Linked DNA regions of Mus musculus: regions 2, 3 and 4 are each linked to region 1. The links are chromatin contacts, called in public Micro-C and promoter capture Hi-C maps. All regions are on one chromosome and are shown on one strand. Each heading gives the region's core, a stretch centred on a gene start, on an enhancer-like site or on the middle of the called end of the contact. The rest is flanking DNA. Distances are from core to core; before and after follow the strand shown. Region 1 holds the start of Krcc1 (lysine-rich coiled-coil 1). Region 2 holds the start of St3gal5 (ST3 beta-galactoside alpha-2,3-sialyltransferase 5). Region 3 holds the start of Polr1a (polymerase (RNA) I polypeptide A). Region 4 overlaps Reep1 (receptor accessory protein 1).

What was found. Promoter capture Hi-C pulls out the DNA fragments that hold promoters and counts their contacts. Hi-C and Micro-C count contacts between places; a contact is called where the count stands out from the background.
Region 2: a promoter capture Hi-C map of pre-B cells shows a contact between it and region 1. The contact joins the promoter of St3gal5 here to the promoter of Krcc1 in region 1. A contact is called at or near these places in 2 of 39 promoter capture datasets (the C10 cell line and pre-B cells), 1 of 484 Hi-C or Micro-C datasets (the G1E-ER4 cell line) and 1 of 115 datasets of contacts at active chromatin or transcription factors (pancreatic cancer cells).
Region 3: a Micro-C map of embryonic stem cells shows a contact between it and region 1, with 9 times the contacts expected there. The contact joins the promoter of Polr1a here to the promoter of Krcc1 in region 1. A contact is called at or near these places in 3 of 39 promoter capture datasets (erythroid cells, liver and pre-B cells), 3 of 484 Hi-C or Micro-C datasets (CD4 T cells, CD8 T cells and embryonic stem cells) and 3 of 115 datasets of contacts at active chromatin or transcription factors (embryonic stem cells, extraembryonic endoderm stem cells and trophoblast stem cells).
Region 4: a contact with region 1 is called in a promoter capture Hi-C map of pre-B cells. The contact joins the enhancer-like site here to the promoter of Krcc1 in region 1. A contact is called at or near these places in 8 of 39 promoter capture datasets (the C10 cell line, cranial neural crest, frontonasal cranial neural crest and 4 more), 5 of 115 datasets of contacts at active chromatin or transcription factors (the NIH/3T3 cell line, embryonic stem cells, epiblast stem cells and 2 more) and 2 of 9 other capture datasets (adipose tissue and liver).

The regions. Positions count from the first base shown.
Region 1 is chr6:71,270,130-71,273,604 of GRCm38.p6, forward strand. Krcc1 (lysine-rich coiled-coil 1) reads left to right here and starts at 1,548. Exons shown (of 3, transcript NM_001354706.1): 1 at 1,548-1,711. It overlaps Mir8112 (microRNA 8112), which reads left to right and starts at 1,542; the gene lies at 1,542-1,672.
Region 2 is chr6:72,095,718-72,099,192 of GRCm38.p6, forward strand. St3gal5 (ST3 beta-galactoside alpha-2,3-sialyltransferase 5) reads left to right here and starts at 1,891. Exons shown (of 7, transcript NM_001035228.2): 1 at 1,891-2,065. The coding sequence starts at 1,987.
Region 3 is chr6:71,907,211-71,910,685 of GRCm38.p6, forward strand. Polr1a (polymerase (RNA) I polypeptide A) reads left to right here and starts at 1,843. Exons shown (of 34, transcript NM_009088.3): 1 at 1,843-2,029. The coding sequence starts at 1,953. Ptcd3 (pentatricopeptide repeat domain 3) reads right to left here and starts at 1,552. Exons shown (of 24, transcript NM_027275.3): 1 at 1,424-1,552; 2 at 584-636; 3 at 443-479. The coding sequence starts at 1,530.
Region 4 is chr6:71,786,423-71,789,897 of GRCm38.p6, forward strand. All of the region lies in intron 5 of Reep1 (receptor accessory protein 1), which reads left to right. Among named protein-coding and RNA genes, the nearest start is that of Mrpl35, 36 kb to the right of the region's middle. Within about 2 kb of position 1,814, at least 21 of the 459 cell types and tissues checked have an H3K27ac peak or open chromatin away from gene starts, as enhancers often do. A contact at or near this core is called in pre-B cells, where this site is marked.

The DNA of each region.
Region 1 (3,475 bases), core at 298-2,797:
TAATACAGAATATTTTAAAAATAAAATTAATAAATATTTTTAAAGGGTAGAGGGAAGAGAGAAAGTCACTCACATAATAGCCCATTATATGTTGTCTAATTACAGCACAGACCAAAACCTCAGGTTCTCTCTTGTCCCTGTGTTATTAATAAGCGTGGAATCATTAATGGACTGCTTGTCTCTGTGTGAAGCCTTTTACGGACGGAGTTTATTAGGCAGTCGGGGAGTGGCAATGCTTGGCAACGGAAGCAAGTGCAGCCTGTTGACTTACACAGTAGTGTAGTATTAACCGGAAGCAGGGCCTTTAACATGGTCCAGTGGGTGAAGGGGCTTCTAATTCCAGCACTTGGGAGTCTGAGGTAGAAGGATCCTGTATTCCAGGCCAGCCTGGGAGTAAAGCAGTCTTCGGCTTTAAAAACCAAAGACCCTAGTGGAGCTTCCTGGCTCACTCGTTAAATTTCAGCCCTTGCGAGACTGAGAGATGATAGAAAGGGATTGGTGAAGGCGAGTGGAAATGAAGGGTAGACAGACATCTCCTGAAACAGAACTGATCTTTAATCAGAACTGAAGGGCTGCAGTCTCTCAGGGAAGTGAGACTATGCCCAAGTGGCACGTGTTGGGGAGTAAGGGGTTGGGTTTTGTAGGACTGAAAGGGGGGGGGGGAGGCGGAGGGAGGGAGCTTTGGGGTTGGAAGATTCCATTTGCAGGTCAGTTCCCCTGCAGTCAGGAAGTGGGAGAGGCTAGCGGGTCTGGTATGTGGATCTCCTTATCAGAAGCTTCAGCAGTCAACAGTCAACTCTGGGCTTCTCAGTCCATCTGAGGTTTTTAAGTGATTACTTCAATCCATGCTTGGGACCAGCCTGAGCTAAAGTAAGACCCTATTACACATGGGTCGGTGTGCTGCCAAGCCCCAGAAGCTGAGTTCGACTTCTGGGGTGCATAAGGTAAAAGGAGCCCCACCCTCACTCCGCTCCACACAAAATAATGACCATGTAAAGAAAACTAAAATATACTTTAGTAGTACCTGTGTGATGTTGTATCTATGTAATAGGAGCGTGTATGGTGAGCATACCGTGTGTGTGCTTTGAGGAATACTATGCACGAACGTGTATAATCTAAGAGGGAATTTATGGACTATGCTAGCTAGCAACGTACCATGAGCAGGGATGGTGCTTAATATTTAGTCTTAATATAAGAGCACAAGAAAGAGGAAAGGCAGATGTGCGTTTCTTAGATATTTTGGCCGGTGGATCCATACATTTCCAGACTCACTTTGGCTTCCGGGCTGAACCTCGTCACTAGGTTTCTTTCCTCCAATGGCAAGAAGGACCGACACCCAAGCTCCTACCCACACGGACAGAGCCGGTTAGTCCGAAATGGCGGGAAGGGGCGGAGCACACATGGAGGGCGGGGCTAGAAAATTTCCCGAGGGCTCGGCCGCCCTGCTGCGCACGCGCACCTGCGCGCCCCCGCCGCCATGGCGCTGGCGCTGTCCAGTCAGCCGCGGGTGGTGGCGGCGACTTCCCCTCAGGAAGTCAGGTCTCCGCCTCCTCCCCCCCTCCCACCCCGCCTGCTCTGCGGCGGAGGCGGCGGCGGCGGCAGCGGTGTCTCTGCCTCTCCGCCACCTCCACCGCAGCCTCTGACCCCCGGCCGGCGTTGTTGGCGGGGAGGGGGACAGTAGTTGTAGACGCCCGCCCCTGCCTCAGAGAAGGTGAGTTCCCGCCCGGCGGCGGGGGCGGCCCGAGCTCCAGCCCTCAACTCCCGCGGCCTGGTGAAGGCCGAGCGCCCCGGCCCCGCCCCGCCGCGCCTTCGAAATGGCCGACGAGAGCCGGGCGCGGCCCCCCTCGGAGCGCCTGACTCTCTCCTCAGAACCCCTCAGCATCCGCGGCGCCATGGCCGAGGGACCTCACGGCCTGGCGAGGAAGCCGAGGTCCGAGGGGGCTAGGAGAAGAGGCGGCCGAGCCGAGGGCAGTGGGGGTTCAGTGAGGAATCCCCGTCCTCCAGCGACCCCGGGAGAGAGCAGCCTCGGTTTGGTGCAGGAGCGTGGACAGGAGACTTCCCAGCAGGCCACTTAGCGACAGGCATGAGTGGGGAATTAGGGAGCTCTGGACAGGAGGGTGGGAGCTTCCAGGTTTCCTCAAGGAAGAGGAGAGGTGAGGTGGAGGGGACGGATCACCCCGAAGCTTTTCTAGGCTTCTGGATTGCCAGGAAGACGAGTTAGAAAAAAATGTCCAGACGTCTCTTGACCGTAGTAACCCGAGTTTTAGCATTTTTTGACCAGTGTGAGAGTGGCGAGAAGCAAGATTTTATTCCAACCCTACTGACTAGGAGCAGAACTGAGCTGTGTTCTGGAGTGCTCCGAGTGACTTTGGCCTTTAAAAAAAAGTGTAAGGAGAGAAGGCCTGAAGTAGACAGGAGAGGTGAAAACTCCCCAAGGGTTAGGCATTGCTTCTGCCGGCTGAGAACTAGGAAGTTAGGCGCCTCCTTCATCCCAGTTACATTTCAAAGAATTGCTTCTATAGACTCTGAAAGACCGCTGAGCTGTGGGAAATAAGCTTAAAATGAGGGGATAGTTAGAGTCTTTGTTGGGCGTGGTGCTGAGCGCCTTAAATCCCTAGCAGTGGAGGGGCAGAGGCCATCCTGGTCTACATGAGAATTCCTAGCCAGCACGAGCTATAGAGTGAAACACTACCTCAGGAAAAAAAACAAAAATGGCCTGGGACCGGGCAGAATTTGTTAGCTTTTTAAGAGTGAGCTCTACTGTGGGTAGAACTCCTTAGACCCCAGCATCACAAACACGGAGGCGTGTCATCTGTTGAGGGCTAAAATAAACAGTAAACCTGACAGCCAGAGCTTTTCCTTAAAGTGTGGCAGGGGTGTCCCAGGCACTTGACACTGGGCACCGTGTTAAATTGTGATTTAAGTCGCTTTTTATGGATGGAGGTTTGGAGAGTTTTGACATTCTCACCAACACATTTACCAAAACACAAAAGCTGTAGACTACCCCAGTAGATGTGTGTGTGTGTGTGTTATAGGTACTACACACCTGAGACAGCCTGCACCTGTGAGATAAATCTTTAAAGCAGTTTTGGAAATAATTTTATATCGTGGCATTTGATTCCCCACTGCAGAAGAGTTCAGTAAAACACCAAGAAACAGAAAAACTATTTTTAGTACTTTTACCTTATATTGCTCCTTGTCTCCAGTGTGAAAGATAATGGAAGCCAGACTATCACAGGATAATTTAGATTCCTTTTCTATATATAATACCTGTAAATATAACACTAAAAGTAACTTTTTTCATGATATCTGTATTTTATGTCCTTTCACAATTTGGAGAAGTAGCACAGGAGTAAAATAGTATCCTTAAAACATTTTTATGAACACTTCCATGTAGTAAGAATGTTATAAAAATTTATTACAATCAAATAAGTATCTTCAATCAACCGAGAATATCCTGAGAAAATTTTTTATC
Region 2 (3,475 bases), core at 641-3,140, 830 kb after region 1:
GTGGGGCTCCACACAGGGAGATGTGGGAGAGAACCAAGGCACAGAGATGTCAGAGCATCAGACCACACAGGCAGGCCTCAGGCTGGTCCAATAGTAGGAGAGTGAGCGGCTCTGCAATCTTTTTCCTGCTATAGTCATTCCAGGCAGCTAGCTAGTGTCTGACCAGCCTTGGCCAACCCACTGGCTTTAGCCACATGTCAGGCTTTCTTCCATCTTTTTTTCCCTTTCTAGACTATTTCCAGTGTCCTCGCTTTAAAATCATACAGATTTGTTGTTTTGGATAGCCATGAAAGTAGAATCCACCTACTCCGTTCTTTCCTATGTCTTTATTCTTGGCATTGACTACCCAGAGAGCATCCCCCAGTTCCCAGGCGACCATGTTCTACTCTCCACCCTGGAGAAAGAGCAAAGAGAGCAAGCTGCTGTAAAAAGGAAAACTGATAACGGCTCTTGGCTCAGGGTCTAGGATCTTCCTTCTCAAAATGAGAGGGTTATTGTTCGGTAAAAGATGGATAGCCATGCTTGATTGGGGCTGGAGAAGGGAGTTCTAAAAGCTAGCCCAGGGCCTCTTCCTGTTTGTACAGGCTGACAAGCTTCCACTACAAAGCTTCAATTTTCTCAGCTGATACACAGATCTAGCACGGGACCTTGAGCAGACCCAAAAAGGAGTTTGCTATGCAGTCACCAAGAAAACTGGAGCTGTTATCTTGGAAAGCGTGCCTCCTGACTATCAGAATGCCCCTTTGTGGTTAAATGTTCTTGAGGTCGAAGGCAAGCTATTCCAATATAACAAAGACTATGGCACTAGGGGATTTCCCACACACACATGCAGTAACAAAGGGTCTGCATCCTCAGAAGAACTTGGCTACATTATATCATTTACTCTGCGCTTTGGATCCCTTTCTTGTCGGCTTTTCTAGAAGATCATGGGGAAAAATATCCTAAAAGGGAGATCCAGTCCGGTTTTAGGCCTTTTTAATGCACCAATTTTGGGATTTATTAAATGTGTTTTTAAAAATCGTATGGCATTTCCTTTCCAAAATAAGGTGTGAGAGGCCAGGGCCTCTCTAGCTTTCAGACAAATAAGATTTGAGCGCTCCAAGCCCAGGTTCTGTTCCTGCTTCGGCCTCCAAATGACTTCAAAGCTACTCACCCTCAGTCCCACACAGACCTCAGTTCCTTCTCCTGTTAAAACAAGTTGGTTGGCTTTGGTAACTAGCACAGTAACAACCGTGTAGCCTAATCGTTCTCAACCTTCCTAATGCTGCGACCCTTTAATACACTTCCTCAAGTTGTGGTGGTAACCCCTGACCATAAAAAGTATTTTCGTTGATACTTCATAACTGTAATTCCACTACTGTTGTGAATCGTAAATGTAAATAAACGTGTCTTCCATTGGTATTAGGCGACCCCCAGGTTGAGAACCGCTGATTTAGCTTGTCCTGGTATTTGTCTCTTGGGTCTCAGGAACCCAGGACCAGTAATTACCTGAAGACCAGTGGGCAGCTGGCGAATAAAGCACGTGACTACGTCAAGCCCCTTAGTTCCCCAGCTCCGACTCCTAATTGGATGCTCAGTCAAAGCCTTTAACCGGTCCAGAGCCACCTTAGGTTCTCCGGAACGCCTTCCACTATCTAATCACGCGCAAGCCTGGGGAGAGTTGAAGAGATCCCCGAGCGCGGGGCACCCTCATCCTAGGCTGCCTGGCGCCCCACCTACTTCTCGGCTGGAGTTGTCCCGCTCCCCCTCGCACTAGCAGTCGGAGGGGGCGGGGGGACAGTCCGCTCGCAGGCGGGGCCTCGGCGCACTCTGATTGGTCTCCCTTATCCTCGTGACGCGCGACCCCGCCCCCGCCTACCCCCACCCCCCTCAGCATCCGCGCGGGGGAGCGGACTGTCCGGGGCTGAATTGGCGCGAGCGCGGCGCCGGGGGCTGGCTGGGGCGCGGGGCCCCGGGCTGGCGGCTTGCCAGCGCTCCCTCCCTAGCATGCACACAGAGGCGGTGGGCGGCGCGGCGCGGAGGCCCCAGAAGCTGCGAAGCCAAGCAGCGGCACCTGCCTGCCGAGGTACGTGGCGCAGCCCCCAGTCGGCAGAGCGGACACCGGGGAGCCCAGATAGCGGCGATCCGCCTTTGCGATACCCCAGGCCCAGCGGCTCCTCCCCAGCCCTGCGACGCCGGACGCGCCTGCTAGGGGACACGGGCGGAGGGTCGCGGCCCCTGGCTGCCTACATGGGCGCCCCCGGCGCAGCCTGCGCAGGTGTGGACGCGGCGCTGCGGGTAAGGATGACCTGCCCCGCGTGGCAGGTCCAGCCAGAGTGGCCCTCTTCACGTCGCTTGGTTCTGGGATTTTAATTCATTGCTGGAACCTTCTGAGCCGGCAGAGTCGAATAGACTCAGTGTCTCCCTTGACTGCTTTGGGGAACCTTGTACAGGGTAACTAGTGGCGCCTGAACCCTCCTGGTGCATCCATGTGGGTAGACGTGCAGTGTGAAAGTGGGTAGCTTTCTGCTGGCAGAAATTCACTGGTGACCTTCCCTGCCCCCTCTCTGCGGCCAGTCCTGCGGAGGAGACACATTGGGAGACCGTTTTGGTTTCTTGGAAATTTTAAGCTGTGTCCTGACGAGGGGACGCGTTCTTTGTGCGCTGTTTTATTTGTTTGTTTTGCGGAGAGGGTGTTAGAGAACAATTGGTAGGACCCCAGTAAATGAAAGCTCTTGTCCCTACTGCACATCAGCTGGATGACCTTGGCAGACACTGATATCCTCCTGTGGGGAGCTTGCTCTCCAGGTCTGTACTGGAAGACTTAACTTGCTGTTGGCTTGGGTCTCTTCCACAATGAGTTTGTGGTTTTAACCATTTAGAATAAATATGTCAATTGGCGAGAACTCTGTAGAATCACTAGCTGACTTGGAAATGAAATTTTTATACCTTTCCCCCCAGTAATTCAGTCTTAATTCACATATATGAATTTTGCCTTTGCAAAATTAGGTGTAAATGTAAGTAGATGTACTTAAAAGGAGGAAGAGGCATTTTTATGTGTTGTGCTTTTTCTGGGACCGATGGGTTTCAGGTTCCTTCAGCCAAGAGCTGTGCTGGGTTTTAGACTTACAAAGGAAGGAGACTCACACTCATCTCTGCCCTCTGGTGTCTAGCCAAGCCTTCCCTTGGTTTATGACTGTAAATCCTCTTCTACCTGCAGCCCTACGCAAATGCTGGGCCTGAGAAGAGGGATTTGTCTGCTGAAAGAAAGGACCAGAAAAGTAGGTTTTGGTTTCTTTTGTGTAATTCCATATCCTGACAGCTCAGAATGGTTTCTCACATTGCTGGTTGCAGGGCTAGGAATTGTCTGATTTCCAAGTTTTTGGTCAAGAGAATATTAATATGAGCTTCCAGAGCACTGTAGTCAGAGTGCTGCATCTCCTGACACTCATGTCTGCTATGTGGTCGGTGCTGTGGCTATCAGGCTGATAGTGTT
Region 3 (3,475 bases), core at 593-3,092, 640 kb after region 1:
GCTGTATTCACAGGTAACCCAGTCCCTACTCTTAGCTCCAGTGCTCTCTCATCCCTATTCTTGTTTCTAAAGACAGGGCATTACTGTATGAACTCAGTAGGTACACTAGTCCTACTATGCAGAGATCCCTGTGCCTCTGCCTCCTGAGACTAAAGGAGTATGGTACCATGGTCAGCCACTGTTCCTATTCTTATGCAGGGAAACAAATGAATCTAATCATATTTATACAATGATATCAAATAGCCACTCCAAATGAAACAAAAGTACACCTAATAGTTCACTTATAAATTAAATGTATAGTTTACACATAAAATTATATAACAAGACTTAAAAAATAACAGCTAACATGGTATTTGTCTATGTGCTAGGCACTATTTAAATCCTTATGTTTTATTTACAGTAAATACCCAATCACCTGGTAAGTGAATAGCAAAATACTCACCATGTTTTCTTTTTTGGAATGACTATTTCTTCAATCCCTTATGTAGAAAAAAAAATAAAAATAAACAATTTTCTAACAACACAAAGAAATACAATGTCTTTTCATTTTTAAAAACTTCTATTTCCATAGTTTTAAAAATACCTGTTATATCTGATCCTTCAACCTTTGGGAGGGATTCAGTTCCAGCATAAAATCTGCATTAAAAACAAAACAACAAAAATCCCACTGTTAGCACTGCTCCCTGATGGCCTCAGCTCAGCTCCTACCGCTAGCTCTGCTGACTCAGCTCCACCCGCATGCACACATTCTGAGCCACATTTATAGAGGCATTTAGATGTAGTGTAAACTTGTAACCCAGTTTTATTTATTTTTTTGTATTGGTCCAAAGACATCGTATGAGCTAATTATCCACTCTACAACTGACTTAAAACCACCTCCTATTTCCACCAGGCCACTGCATGAAGGATGTACAAAGAAATTACATAAGTATTTGCAACACCACCAGATGGAAAGAATGGGGTCAGACGTTTTAAGGCTTTCTGCTTTTACTAAAGTCTTAGCTTATTCTTAGCTGAAGGTTCTCATAACGTTCAGTCCATACTGGTAATATTAGCCTGCCCTTTATTTGTGAAAGATCTGTTACTTTGCCCTTTCTTTTTTGCAGGGTTAAAATGAATAAGGGGGGGGGGTGATAAAGAAATTTGTGTAGGGGCTTGTAGCGGCACTCACGGAAATGTAAACTTCACGAGAACAGGGCCCTAGTTTAAAGGGTAATTTTGGCTATACATAGTATTGCAACCAACCAATAAAAATTTTCCGAAAGAATTCCCGAACTCGCAGATCTAAAGATCACTAAATACGACGCTACCTCGTGTTACCCTTGAGAGGGCCGGGCCTCGACCATACAAATGCCTTTGCATCTTACCTACTTTCACGACTCTCAGGGAAATGCAAGACCAAAATGACTCTGGGTCTTCTTACCTGCAACAGACCTTCGGTTCACACACACCCGTCCCCCGAGTGGTCTGCAGCAAGACAAGCCCGCTGCGAAAGGACAGGCGGCGAGCTGCAACCGCCGCCGCCGCCATCTTTGGACTCTTCGCGGAGCACGTCGGGAACGACCTCCGCCTCCAGGGTCGAGGGGCGGGGCTGGCGTGGAACGTCTCATCTCCAAACGGGTGGTCACAAGGTCCTGTTTGGCTAGACTAGCAGCGGAACGCTCAGTACACATCGTTCACCTCGAATAAACTTACTTGAAATGCTGTTCTAAAGTCTCCTGTGTAATTTTGCTTTTAAACTGAAGGAGGGTTTTGAGACAGTTTTCTTCCACTCCTTACCCACCCCGAAAGCAAAAATGAACTCGTCCAAGCCAATTTGCCAAGCCGCGGTTCTCGCACGCAAGCGCAGTGGAAAAACACATGGTGGCTCTGCGCTACAAGACTCAAGTGGCGTTCTCTGCGGCTGACTGGAACTTCTCTCGTAGTGACGGACCTCAAAACTGACTCGGAAGATGCTGGCCTCCAAGCACACACCATGGAGGCGGCTTCAGGGCATTTCCTTCGGAATGTATTCGGCCGAAGAGCTCAAGTAAGGAGTTAGTGGGATGCGTGTAGAACAGGGTTGTGGAAGTTGGAGCTGGGAACTACGATTCCCAGAAGGCTTTGAGCCGAGCCAGTCCGGGGGCGGCGGGGTCGGGGTGGGGGGTGGGGGGCTGGCTGCCTAGTGCTTGCTTGCTGGTAATGGGAAGGAATGCGCTTGCTGCATTTTCATCTGTTCATCTTCCTCATTAATCAACTAGTTTTATGTCATTTATAATCACATTACATCACACGCTTATCAACTTCCTAATTAGTCTCCTCTGGTCCAAGCGATGATGAACTTTTAAATCTTGGATCAAGACCCTGGCTATGAAGTCCTGGGGACTCTTCTCTAATGCTTTTTGATCACGATAGCATACACGCTTCTTAGACTCCCATTAATAACTCAACATGCATTAAAAACTCCCAGCATTGCCGGGCAGTGGTGGCGCACGCCTTTAATCCCAGCACTTGGGAGGCAGAGGCAGGCGAATTTCTGAGTTCGAGGCCAGCCTGGTCTACAGAGTGAGTTCCAGGACAGCCAGGACTACACAGAGAAACCCTGTCTTGAAAAAACAAACAAAACAAAACAAACCCTCCCAGCATTCAGGAGACAGAGGCAGGAGGATCTCTGTGGGTTCGAGGCCAATCTGGTCTTACAGAGTCAGTTCCAGAGCTTCGTGGACACAGAAAACCCGTCTCGAAAAATAAAAAAACAAACAAACAAAAAGGTAGACCACACTGGTAACATCAGCACTACCCCCTCTAGGACACATCTTGCCATTGCAATCTCCATATGTAATCAGTCAGTCTTCATTTCCCTGCCCCTGCCGCATGGTAACCACCTGTCTACTTTCTATTTCAGTTATTCTGACTGTTCAGGCCCCTATTCAAGTAAAAGGAGTCAGTCAGCCCCGACTTCTTGTAACTGGCCAATGCATTTAGCATACTGTCCTCAAAATTATAGATAAATAGATCAGAACTTCCTTCCTTTTTAGGGTTAAGTAAATAGAACATGATATAGATAGATAGATAGATAGATAGATAGATAAATAGATCAGAACTTCCTTCCTTTTTAGGGTTAAGTAAATAGAACATGATATAGATAGATAGATAGATAGATAGATAGATAGATGTGTGTGTGTGTGCGCGCGCGCGTACATGCCGATTCATCAGCTCATCTGCTGATGGACATTTGGGCTATTTCCAATTTTTGGCAATTGTGAATGAGGCTTCTATTAAAGTGTGTACACACCCAGACTCAGAATTCCTGGTTTAGACATTAATGCCATTTTTAACCTTTTGAGGAAGTTAATTCAGTTTTTCATAATTTCAGCACCATCGTATGTTCCCATCAATCATACATAAAGACTCCCTCTTCTCCAAGTCCTTTCTAGCTGTGTGTTTGGTTTGTGTGTTTGTTTTGATCATACACTGATGGGTTATGGTATCTCAC
Region 4 (3,475 bases), core at 564-3,063, 520 kb after region 1:
AATTAAGAGGCTCTGGAGTTGAGTTCCTTAGTTGGCCTTGAGTTCCTTGATTGACTGGCATCACAGAGGGGAATTCTAATGGACAGCTGCCTCAAGCCCTCTGTGAACACTCTTAGGTGTTCCTTGGTCGTGTTTTCACTCTTTTTTTCTGTAGCTACTCCAGCTTTGATGGTATACTCCTCTCTTTCACCAAGGTCTTTGGAGCTGTGTTTACGAGGCTCCCGGAAAAACAGAGCTGGAAGCTCTTGCCTATAGCAGCACCCATGTAGCAGCTCCTGTTTCCTCATCCCCACCCTTGTGCTAGCCCACTTTTCACACCACAGACTACATCCACTCTCTTGACTTGCTGCTGGAAACATAACTTTGCCTTTGTAACCAGTAACCACAAGGAGGCAGTTTTGGCAACAGCCTGCTGTCTGACTAGATGGGCATCATTCACTGGGAAATCGAATTATGTTTTCTCATTCCTTTATTTTATTCCCAGTCAGTCAGTCTGACCTTTTAAAAATAGGACTCAGAGTTGCTATTTCTAGGATGATAAGAGGACGTTCTATAGGTGTAATGCAAGAAGGCATGGAAAGATAAAGATGAGACAGGAAGGGAAAAGAAACAGTCAGCCACTTGCATAGCTCCTGCAACAACAGTCCATGTTAGAAGGGCAGATGAGGGGAAAGAAGGAAGGGATGCTGAAAGGTTAAGGCTTGAGAAGGACGTGGGAAGGGGTGAAGCTTTATAAATGACTGTGACTTATTACCTGAGTGCCCGAGAGTTCAGAAATGTGGAAGAAGGCTGAAGAGATATCTCTGAAGAATTCACGTGGTAGGCAGGGCTTCGAACTGAGAACTACCCTTACAGCTCCGTGTTCCAAGTTCCTGAACCCCTGTTTCCTGGAGATGCTCGATTCAGATATGATCCGGATAGCCTGATACAGAGATCACCAGGCCATTTGATTCTGCCTGTTATTTCTCATTAAGAGCACTTTCCAAAATGAAGGTCAGGAAACAGACCTTTATCCCAGACATTCCTGTCCCCCACTGTAAAATGAATGACACGAAAGAAAGATATTGGAATACTAAGGCTAGTTTTCAGCACACACCACAAACTGTTTCTAGAAGGTTCTTACTATCCTAACATCCTTTTCTTTCCTTTCCTTTTCTTTTCTTTCCTTTCCTTTTCTCTCACTACTCCAAAGCCTTCAGTGGAGAACTGAGCTCTGTTTCCTGCCCTTTGCTTCCGGGGCCTCGGCCCTCACTGTGCACAACTGTGAGCCAATGTGTGAGGCTCAGACTCAGGCCAGCCACGCTGCCCTACCCAGAACCGTGCATGTTTTGTCAACTTGGTCGTTTGTACCCTTATAGGAATTTCTGTCCTGATGCCCTGGTCGGACTGAGGTCCTTGGCAGCAGGATCCACTTCACACTGACCGGTGTTCGATCCTCTTCAGGACCTCGTGGAGCTTTGTCAGCTTCCCACCAGCGCTTGTTGTGTGTGAACAGAGAAACGCATGGCTGAGTGGATGAGCGAGGGAGGGAGGGAGGGAAATGGGGACCGCGTGGCTCTCTTCAGTATCTTGGTGGCTTGTGCCCATGGCTTTTTTTTTTTTGTCCCCTTTTTACCCTTTATCAGGTGGCTCGAATCTTTCATTTTGTCTCCTCCTTGGATCTCAGAGAAGGGCAGGTAACCCCGTTGAGAGGTGTGACTAACTCCAAACCGATCCAGTCTGGTAGAGAGGCTCTGCAGCCATCTCTGCCCACCAGCCTCTGGTCTGGATCAGAGGGAGGTGTTTTGCTGCCCCGACACCTGTGCGTGACACATGTGACTCCATGCCAGACACACGGCTGGCTGCACTTTGTCATCATACCAGAGCCTTTTAGTGTGCTTGGTTGGCAGCATCTAACACGTGACTAACTTACTCAGTCCCCACCCCCTTTGGTCAATGCCTGGAGAATGAATTGAATTTGTACTGATGCTCTCATGAAATCCTCATCTCTTTCCGTTTTGTTAATCCAGGGTTTTGTCCTAAATACAGCCCGACCTCCATGTGGCATGCTTAGGTGGGGCTGCTGGGCCCTGCTGTCGAGCACGTTCGGCTGGAGAGGCTGTCAGCGGGCTGAGTGTGACGTGAGGTGTAGCAGGAAGCACTAACTCTTCTTGAACTACCCCTGGGAAATGTGGTTATGCCAGAGGCTTTGTTGTCAATTGCCTGACTCACTAAAACCTTCACTTCCACAGTGGGCACTGGGTCTCTGGGGACGGGAGAGGAGCTAAACTTTGCACTTCTTTGTGCCTTCCCCTGCGACTTGGTGGGTCCCTCCAGAACCTGCACAGGGCCTTAAATTGTTCCATTTCTGAGAGTATCTATCTTACCTCTCAGATCTGGTACACAACTGTAATCCTGCCTTTAGGAACTGGAGGCAGGAAGATCAGGAGCTAGAGGTTACCTTGACTATGTAGTGAGCTAGAGGCTAGCCTGGGCTATGTGAAACTCTGTTTCCAAAGTCAAAGAGAGGAGCTAGAGAAGTGGCTCAGAGGTTGAGGGCCGGGTTCAGTTTCTAGCATCCATACAGTGGCTTACAAACATCTGTAACTCCAATTCCAGGGGATCCAATACCTACTTCTGACCTCCACAGCCACCAGACATGCATGTAGTACACACACATACTTACATGCAGACAAAACACTCATACATGTAAAATAAAATAACTAGATATTAATATTTATTATTAAGTTCCAGGCAGTAGTGGTGTATGACTTTAATCCCAGCATTTGGGAGGCAGAGGCAAGTGGATTTCTGAGTTCGAGGCCAGCCTGGTCTACAGAGTGAGTTCCAGGACAACTGGGACTACACAGAGAAACCCTGTATCAAAGAAAGAAAGAAAGAAAGAAAGAAAGAAAGAAAGAAAGAAAGAAAGAAAGAAAGAAAGAAAGAAAGAAAGGAGGAAAAAAGAAAAAAAGAAAAACCCTGTCTTGAAAAACCAATATATAAATATATTTTATTAATTAATATTAACAGCTAATATTAAAACAATACAAAACATAGACTGCCTAAATTGTTTGGGGTTTGAAGACATTTGTCACTGTCATGAATGCCCTGTGTTCCCAGAGGAATCCTCAGGGTTGTCTCGGGAGACTGCTGGGTGTTACTCGACTTTCAGTTGCACTGCCTCCTGTGCAAGATGCAAAAGTACAAAGAGGGTGAGGTCCCCGTGGCCCTACCACCCATAAAGCCTGCCACTTGAAGCATGCTTCCATTGAGCAAAGACAGTCATGGGCATTAACAACGAAAAGCAGGACCCCATCCACCCCCTCAGCCATCAAAATTGCAAAGATTCTGTCTGGGGTGGAATAAAGCGGTGATGCTTAGTGGTGGAAAAGTACTAAAACCTGCCCAGCAAATGTACCGCTCTTAGGCTGGGGTAGGGCATGGTAGAATGCTTGCCCAGCATCCACAAAGCCTTGGATTCAAATTCCTAGCA